Regions from separate parts of the Columba livia genome. Here region 2 is linked to region 1. The links are chromatin contacts, called in public Hi-C maps. All regions are on one chromosome and are shown on one strand. The core of a region is the stretch at or near the end of the contact, and the rest is flanking DNA. Distances in the headings are between cores, read along the strand shown. Region 1 has its middle 51 kb from the start of ZNF236. Region 2 overlaps ZNF516 (zinc finger protein 516).

What was found. A called contact is a pair of places that touch in the nucleus more often than the background predicts.
Region 2: a Hi-C map of crop shows a contact between it and region 1, with 4 times the contacts expected there. The contact joins two enhancer-like sites. A contact is called at or near these places in 2 of 2 Hi-C or Micro-C datasets (crop and liver).

What each region holds. Positions count from the first base shown.
Region 1 is chr2:100,382,380-100,386,544 of bColLiv1.pat.W.v2, reverse strand. No RefSeq gene overlaps it. Among named protein-coding and RNA genes, the nearest start is that of ZNF236, 51 kb to the right of the region's middle. Within about 2 kb of position 2,139, at least 1 of the 3 cell types and tissues checked has an H3K27ac peak away from gene starts, as active enhancers do.
Region 2 is chr2:100,535,993-100,540,157 of bColLiv1.pat.W.v2, reverse strand. All of the region lies in intron 2 of ZNF516 (zinc finger protein 516), which reads right to left. Among named protein-coding and RNA genes, the nearest start is that of ZNF516, 74 kb to the right of the region's middle. Within about 2 kb of position 1,932, at least 1 of the 3 cell types and tissues checked has an H3K27ac peak away from gene starts, as active enhancers do.

The DNA.
Region 1 (4,165 bases), core at 890-3,389:
ATATATATATTTGGTGTCCATGGTGACCATGACTGAAATAAAACAAACTGACACCAATGATGATTTATTTTCATATTCTACACCCTTTTAAACAAACACTCTAGTCTGAGGTTGCTACTGAATGTAAACATGACACTAGAGTGAACTTTCACAATATCATCCTCTGAGGTTCATTAAAGAAAAAACAGACCTGAAGAAAGACCTGCTTCAGAACAATTCAGCTTTCTGAGCAGGTGCCAGTTCCTACTATCCTGCAATAATGTAGTCAACATGCTGAAAAGTAAGAGCTCATTGGGAATTATTAGACAAAACTAGTTCCAACAACTAAAAAAGAAACAGATTGATCAGAGCCAAAATATTTCCCAGAAGGATGGCAACATTTTCTTGTTTGGAAAAGTTTTAAGTGAACAGACTCCTCAGGTCTATATTTTCCAGTCAAAAGCAAACACAGAAGGACAAAGTTGAGATTCAATAGTTGGGTGATTATGAATCATTCCTGGGTTTGCTGGCAGCCCAGCCTCTGCTGTGAATTGGGTGGGTACTGTAGTCATTGGGATCTGTGACTTCAGGAAGACTTGAGTGCAGGAACATTTTAATAGCTTTAATAATCTTGGTCTTTTTCTTTGTGATGCTCACTTCCCAAATACATAAAATGGTAAGCATAACCATTTCCTACTTCACAAAGGTTCTGTGAGGTGAAATTCATTGAAGATTTTGAGATGAGCCGATAAACAGTTTATATAGACATGCTAGGAAGAAAATCTCACAAGTTTTCAACACAACCCGCCACACTAAGGTTCTTACCATAGCACATAAGAAGTAGTAGAGATACCATATTTGTTTGGCAATGTCTGTTGGATGGAGGAAAAGAATAATAAAACTTGTGACAACAAGATCAAAATTTGGCCAGAGGTTGTGTGTACGCAGTTTATTTTGTTTATGAATGTCATTGTTTTGATCTGTTAGAATCATAGTCAATACATTTACTTAGGCAAGAAAACTTATGAGAAACATCCCAAGTCAGAGTTTTATTGTTTTTATCCTGTATAGGATATCACAGCAACCCTACTGTTCTATTAGCATGTATGAGAATACAACAGAAGAAAGAATGCATGAACACTTCTTAAACCTCAACCTGTAAAAGCAAAGAAAGTACAATGAGGTGTGTTTACCGGAAAATGTATGCCTATCTACAAGCATACAAATATCTAGAGAAACAGAAACATAACTGAAATGACAACTTTTAAATAAAGTTAATTTCTCTATCCCTGTTTTGTATTATGAAGTCTATGACTTCAGTGGAAGCAAGTTTGGACTCTTGTTGCTCTTATTTACAGTAAAGGAAATGGTCTCCTTCTCAGCTTAAGCCCTGGGCCCAAAATGCCATTTAATTATATTTTTGGTCAGAATAAGATTTTTTTATATTATACCTTCTTTCCTAAAGTCCTTTCAGTGAGTTTCAAGTGGAGGTTTGGATGCTGCAAAAGCAAAAAGCAGTTGTTGCTGCTGCTCAGAATTGTACTGATGGTGGTCCAGTGCAATCTTTTTTTTCATGTTGGTAGTGATTTTCTGTATCAAGGTTTTGCCATTGGAAAAACAGTGATAGGGAATCATGGCCTTTGATTATCAGGTACAACAAGGCACAGGGTGGAGGATCATCAATTGATCAGATATTGATTTTTGAATAGAAGAAAAGTTATCTAAGTTCACTATATATCAAACTGTATCATTCAATGGCAGGCCATTCAAGTTATTGAGTAATTCCTCAAGTTATTCTATAAGTAAGATGATAACAAAATCAGGATAACAAGAAGAGTCCTTTTTCTATCTCAGTTCAGGAAAAAGGCTAGTAACTCAGTGTCCTGAATGATTCATGTAATGCTGTGATAGTTTTCTTATCCTACAAGGCCTCTTTTTCCAGTCTATTTTTAAAAGATCTACCTTAGCCATTTTAATTATTTGGGGTAAATAGAGATTTCTGTAAATTCCAGTAAAATTTTTGACAATTTATTTTGCTGCTGTGATAAGATAGGTCTCTATCTTAATTAAGGTTCCTTATCTCCTAGACATGTGTTTTGTCAGGAGATGTCACCTTCTTGATGAAGAAGGAGATACCCTCCTTGATGTACATACACGTTTCTGAGGGTTGTTGCTCTTTCACTATACTTAGGCTCACTTTTTCCCTCTGCATCTGCATCTCTTTTTCAAAGTTTATATGGAGTCCTCTGCTTTTGTTTCTACACAATTTAGACATTTTGGAGTTCTGATATAGCCGTAAATAAAAAGAGTTAAGAAAGATCAAACTGTAAACCCTTTTCTTCACTTTCAGCCCACTGAAGTCAAAGGGCTAAAATGAATGGTTAATTCTGATTCATCTTGTAGCTCTTTACCAAATCCTGCCTTTTGGGCAAACAAGTACATTCCTTTGGCTTCCCAGTGACTATTACAGTGATATGAAGCTGTAAATGTCTACCATGAATGGATATATTCAAGACAAAACGTCAGAGTGGTGAAGAGAAGCAGATGTCTTCTTATCAGGGACAGCTTCAGAAAGATTAAATCAAATTTGCCACACTACCAACACATGGATGACTCATCAGTGGTCATTTGCAACTCTAAATATGCAATAAAGCACTGAATTATTTTTGTAAAACATCCTTAAGTTCCCACATTTTTGTTTTTATTTTTGTTTTTTTTTAAATTTAATTGCCTTTTTCAGACTAAGAAGGATAACGATCAAATCAAACCTCAGGAGATTGTCCTTTCTCTTCTTTGTTAAATTCTTTTCTCGAGAAGAAAAAAGTCTTGTGAGCTGAAGAATGTTTCACTTGACTTGAAAATGGTTAATTAATACTGTTTGGAGGAATATAGTGCAGAATAAGCTAGGGGTAAACACTTTCAAGCAAACCAACCAAAGTCTTTGATCCATGACCTCACAATGGTACAACTGATACCAAGATTTCGCTACTAGCTTTCTGATAAGTATATCTGTTTTCCACACCTATGTAATACCTTCCCATTGTCAAAATTATCCAGAGGGCAATTTAGCTTAAAGAATTCCACACAGTTCACCTAGAGATATAGAAAGGCATTTTTATAAGGCATCTTTTTCCTTTGAAAAGTACATTTGAGTACATGATAGACAAGCTATGGAATTTGCCCTCAATATAGTGTGCTTTGTGTTCTGGACTTTAAAAGTACAGACAGAATTAGGGCCTAGGTAAATGAGATAAGATGCTTTATCTCTGATAATTTTTTACTATTACAGCACTCCTCCTTACCCAGAGGAAAAAGAGGGATGCTTCTCTAAAAAGGGGCATGCTTTCCTAAACCTTGCCCTCAAATAAACCTTGGGTTGTACTGTGCTATCGCAACTATTTTATTTATATATAAGCAGAGCACACACATATAGGTGAGAAAGTATTTAGCAACATTAAGAATATATGAAAAGTGATCACTTCCACATTTTTGTTCATATTTGGCCAAAGGAAAAAAATAACTCCTAGTCCCACTGCACAAATTGTGGAGGAAGACATAGCATGGCCACTTGCCCTCCCCTTAGCACTAGCTGAGTGAAACCAGTACAACGCAGGGCAATATCTCTTCCCCTAAAAAATGTATTTTAGTAACCTAGACTATGTCTAAACTGCTGTGGTGTTTCTGACTTTCTAGGCCCAGGTAGGCCTCTTGACAAGGTATAGACCCCATACTATTGTGAGGTATAGACATGCCTCAGACCCTCCTATCTTGGTTTTTGGTGCAAAACTCATGTGTCTGGACCAGAGGGAGCCCCAGGTGTTTGGTGAGAAGCATCTCTAGGGTCTTTCCTGGCAGCAGGTCCCCATTGCTTCAGCTAAAGGCAGCTCTGCTTACCCCAGCTCTGTCTGCTTTCCCTTAGGTTTGCACAGAGAAAGGAACCCACAATTATTCATGCTTTTGTAGCAATTGCTATTAAGAAGGTTGTGAGGTGAGTTGCATATAGGTCCTGTGCTGTAAAGGATTTTTTGATTGAAGGTAGTTTCTAAATTAGGAAAAAAAGCCCAAGTAAATGGCAAACCAAAGGGCATGAGCTCCAGTGCATGTAAACAGACATTAAACAAATGCTCACTAGAAACACAGCACAAATTATGACTTCTGAGGTTAATTAATTGCTAAAATGACTTTT
Region 2 (4,165 bases), core at 683-3,182, 150 kb before region 1:
TTCTACACATGTACCTGCAGCAGCCTGCAAACACCATTTTGGGTGAGAGGCTCAGCTAACCTCACTGACACCTCTTGCCTCCATATTGAGAGCGAGCCCCTAAAAAGCAGCATGAAAAATCCCCATGACTGCCATGAGATTAACAAAGGAAGAGTTTAAAATGCTGCTGATAAGCTGTCTATGAGGTGTCCAGAAACAGAAAGATGCCTGCGACTTTAGAACAAATCTTTTCTCCTCAGACATGCAAACCTGTCGGGATGGAGGAGAATCCCGCTGGGAACAAGGAACAAGCTGCATCTATTCTTGGGAAAGAGCTGTGGCCTGGTGTATTTTTGCAAGAAGCAGTACTGACACCTCTCCGTCTGAGGAGCTCAAGTGTTAATTATTCCCCAGCGCTCAGGTCCTGAGTTTTTGGAAAAGCAGGAGGGCCATCTGCTTTCCCAGCAGCACACAACGGGTCTGGGCAGAGCAGCTCCAGCAGGTTGAACAATGCACTGAGGGGAAACAAGGGGAACTGAGGCAACTAAACCACCTCCCCACGCTACCACCAGAGATGTGTATCAGTTGCAGGGTCTGTTGTTATGCACATAAAACTCCACAGGGAAAAAAATAAAATGAAGGATTAAGTTACCAACAAAGACAGAGCTCCTCAGATCACCTACATCATTTACTTGCCATTTATCCACTCCCTCCTGTTACAAAAGGCACGCTATCCACCCCCTCATCCCAAACACAGTTGACTCCTAAAGACTGCTTCCAGGCAGAAATAAAACTCGCCTGAGGAAGAACAGGCTTAAGAAATCAATCTGGTTAATTCACATTCTTAAATAGCAGAAAATCATGCAGAAAAAAAAAACAAGAAAAAAAAAAAACAACAGATGTTTGCCCAGATATTTCCAAAAAGAGAAACGTAAACAACTGCATAGTGTGTGTGTGTGTGTATGTATGTCCCCCCAGTAGCATCACACGAAGAAGTACTTTATAACCACAACTACTCTGGTAAAGATACAGATTAGAGCAATGTCAGGGAAATAAAGCATTTTGAAAATCCTCCTTGGAGTCATTCTAAATCTATTCACTAAGATGCATTTGATCCATTATTTAATCCACCTGCACACCTGACTATACATAAGGTCCAGGTGATAACCACTCTTTTTGGCACAAACATTGCATGAACCTGATTTGAGTTCTAGTTCTTTAGTCAAAAGAAACACATAGCTTCTCAAGTGACTCAAAGCAGTTACAAGAGGTTACACAGAGTTACCTATCTCTGCTCTTAGCACTACTAAGGTGCACTTCACCTTGGCACCTTCATCTGCATAAAATCACAGAATCATAATACAGTCTGGGTTAGGAGGATCTTCAAAGCTCATCAAAACCAACCCCCTGCAATGAGCAGGGACATCTTCAACTACATCAGGGTGCTCAGAGCCCCGTCCAGCCTGGCCTTGAATGTTTCCAGCAATGGGGATCTATCACCTCTCTGGGCAACCTGGGCCAGTGTTTCACCACCCTCATTGTAAACAATTTCTTCCTCATGTCTAGGCTGAATCTCCCCTACTTTAGTTTAAAACCATCACCCCCTTTCCTACTGCAACGAAAGTCTGTCCCCACCTTTCTTATAGGCCACTTCTAAATACTGAAAGGCTACACTAAGGTCTCCCTGGAACATTCTCCAGGATGAACAACCCCAACCCTCTCAGCCTGTCCTCACAGGAGAGGTGTTTCAGCCCTCTGATCATTTTTGTGTTCCCTATTAAAAGCTCACCCTATGAATTTATCATGATGTGCCACATATTTGACCTTTTCCTCCCATGAACACACTGCCGTAGCTCCCGTGTGCCAAAGAGCGCAGTGAAATCGGATGTCCCCTGCGCACTGCCTACAAGAAAACTCCGGTATTTTCCGTCTCATTAAAGGCGCTGTTATTTTCCCCGCATGCCGATGTCAGTCCCTGGCTCAGCAGCGAGCAGGCACCGGGCAGCTGCGGATCGCAGAGCTGGCGAGCAGGCCGGCAGCAGGAGGAGGAAGAAGGGAAGGGGGGGGACACGGCGCCGGCCACTCCCTCCGCCGCCACCAGGTGGCGCCGCCGCCCAGCGGATGAGCCGCCGCCGCTGCAGGGGCTGGGCCGACCCGCCCTGCACCGCCACCCCTCGCTAAAGCGCCTTCTTGTCTGCGCCTTGGGTTAGGCGGGGTGCCGTCCGGGCCTCCTGCTCCAAAACCCTACCCACAGCGCAAAAACACGCCCCCCTCCCGCCCCGCAAACAAAAAACGAACCAACAAGAACAAGAATAAACCAGAAATCAACAACAAAAGACACCACAAAACAACAAAACACACCTCGCAGGTGAGAGTGTTCCTACAACCACCGCTTTAGGACCACCAGCCCTAAGCGTGGCTAACCCAGTGCAGGTGGAAACATCCCACCCTGTGAATTGCCACCAGCACCTGCAGCCTCAGTTGGGTCCTCTGCACCAGGGAATGCCTCCAAGTTGAGGAAAAAATAGAAATAAAATAGTAATAATAATAATACTATTTAAAGGCAAACGCACACACACAAAGCCACCAGCACCAAAAGATAACTCACTGCAGGACTGAGAAGGGGCCACCAGCATCCCACAGATCTTCCCATTACACCGTTTACCAACTGTGTATTTGGGAAACCTGGTCCCCACCCTGGGGAAATCTCTGATCTCCCCTGCCATCCATAACAGAAACTGTACACACAGTTAAGTCTCTGTGTGACAGGGACACACAAGTCATACAGTGACCAAGAGCAGACACTTGCCAGCGCTGAGGGGCACAGGGGGGCTCCATCCTCTCGAACGCTTCCCACAGGACTGAGGTGCACCAAGGTGTCTAACGACAATGAGCAATTCACTTCAGGTTAGGCTGAAGTGTCTGCAACCACTAAGAAAATAAAGAGAACAAAATCCTTCCCACAGCTGAAGCTGTGTCTGGTCCAGTGATCTGGGGTGTAAGTAGAGAAATTGCCAGGGAGACAGGAAGTACACTATTTTGATGGGCTTTTCTACATAATGTGCTATATTATACCTTTTTTCTTTAAAATCAAAACTCCCTTGAAATAATACACCCCAACAGGCTAATACAGGTTACTTCAAAGGAAGCACCACATTTACAGATGGTAGAAAAGCATCCAGTTTAGGGAAACAAAACGTCCCACACGGAGGTTTTGACTTTTGTTCGGTGCTCCCGCTATGTAGAAAGATCTCATCAAAACAGGCCAGAGTTTGGGCAGTCAGCAGTAGGATGAGGTCGTGTCAATCTCTATGTTTCTTTTCAGAGAGTCATTCTTGATGTGGGGTAATCAGTGAGCCCACATGCATCTCTCCATAGGAAACAATCGCTTCAACTTCTTGTGCAGCCACTGGGGGAAATACAGAAACGTGGGAGAACAAAACACAAAGAACTCACAAATGGAAAATCCTTCCCCTGCCGAGTGTTGAGAGAATATTATTGCAGATTTTTAAAAGTGCTGTAGGAGTGGGAGAAGCTTCACTTACATAAAACTAACAGGAAGACAAACCAATGAGCAGGGACGTGCACAAGAAAGCAGGTATCTATGGAGATGGTATCCAACATTTGCAACCAAGTCAGTTTTAAATTACTCCAAACCACTGGTTAACAGTCAGAGGAGGGCAAGCTGAGATGCTGCAGCAACATACTATTAAATTTAAAATATTTGCAGAGGGCATGTGAATAAAAAGCTTCAGATTTTTTTTAAACTCATTGAGGAAAAAAAAAGTACGTTTTTATGCTGTGAATTCAACTTCAAGCCTAAGACAGACCTTGAGTAGGACAATGGAGACAATTCTTTGTTCTCAGGAAAAAAAACAAACAAAAAAAACACCACCACCACCACCACCAACACCACCACCACCACAAACCACAAGGATTTAGGGGAAGGAGTCTGACAGAAATACCTAGGTTTGTTAAGGCAATCAAGAATTTGGGGTAATCCACTTTTTAGCATTAAAACATACTTCATATGCTTTCATTCATACAGCATAGCTTTCAGAATACAAATATATTTCATCATATTCTGAAAAAATGTGGAAGTGGTACCCATTACTAGGTATCCACATGCACTTGATTGGCATCTATTTTCCATTTCAGCCTATCGAGGAATGAGCACAAACCACCG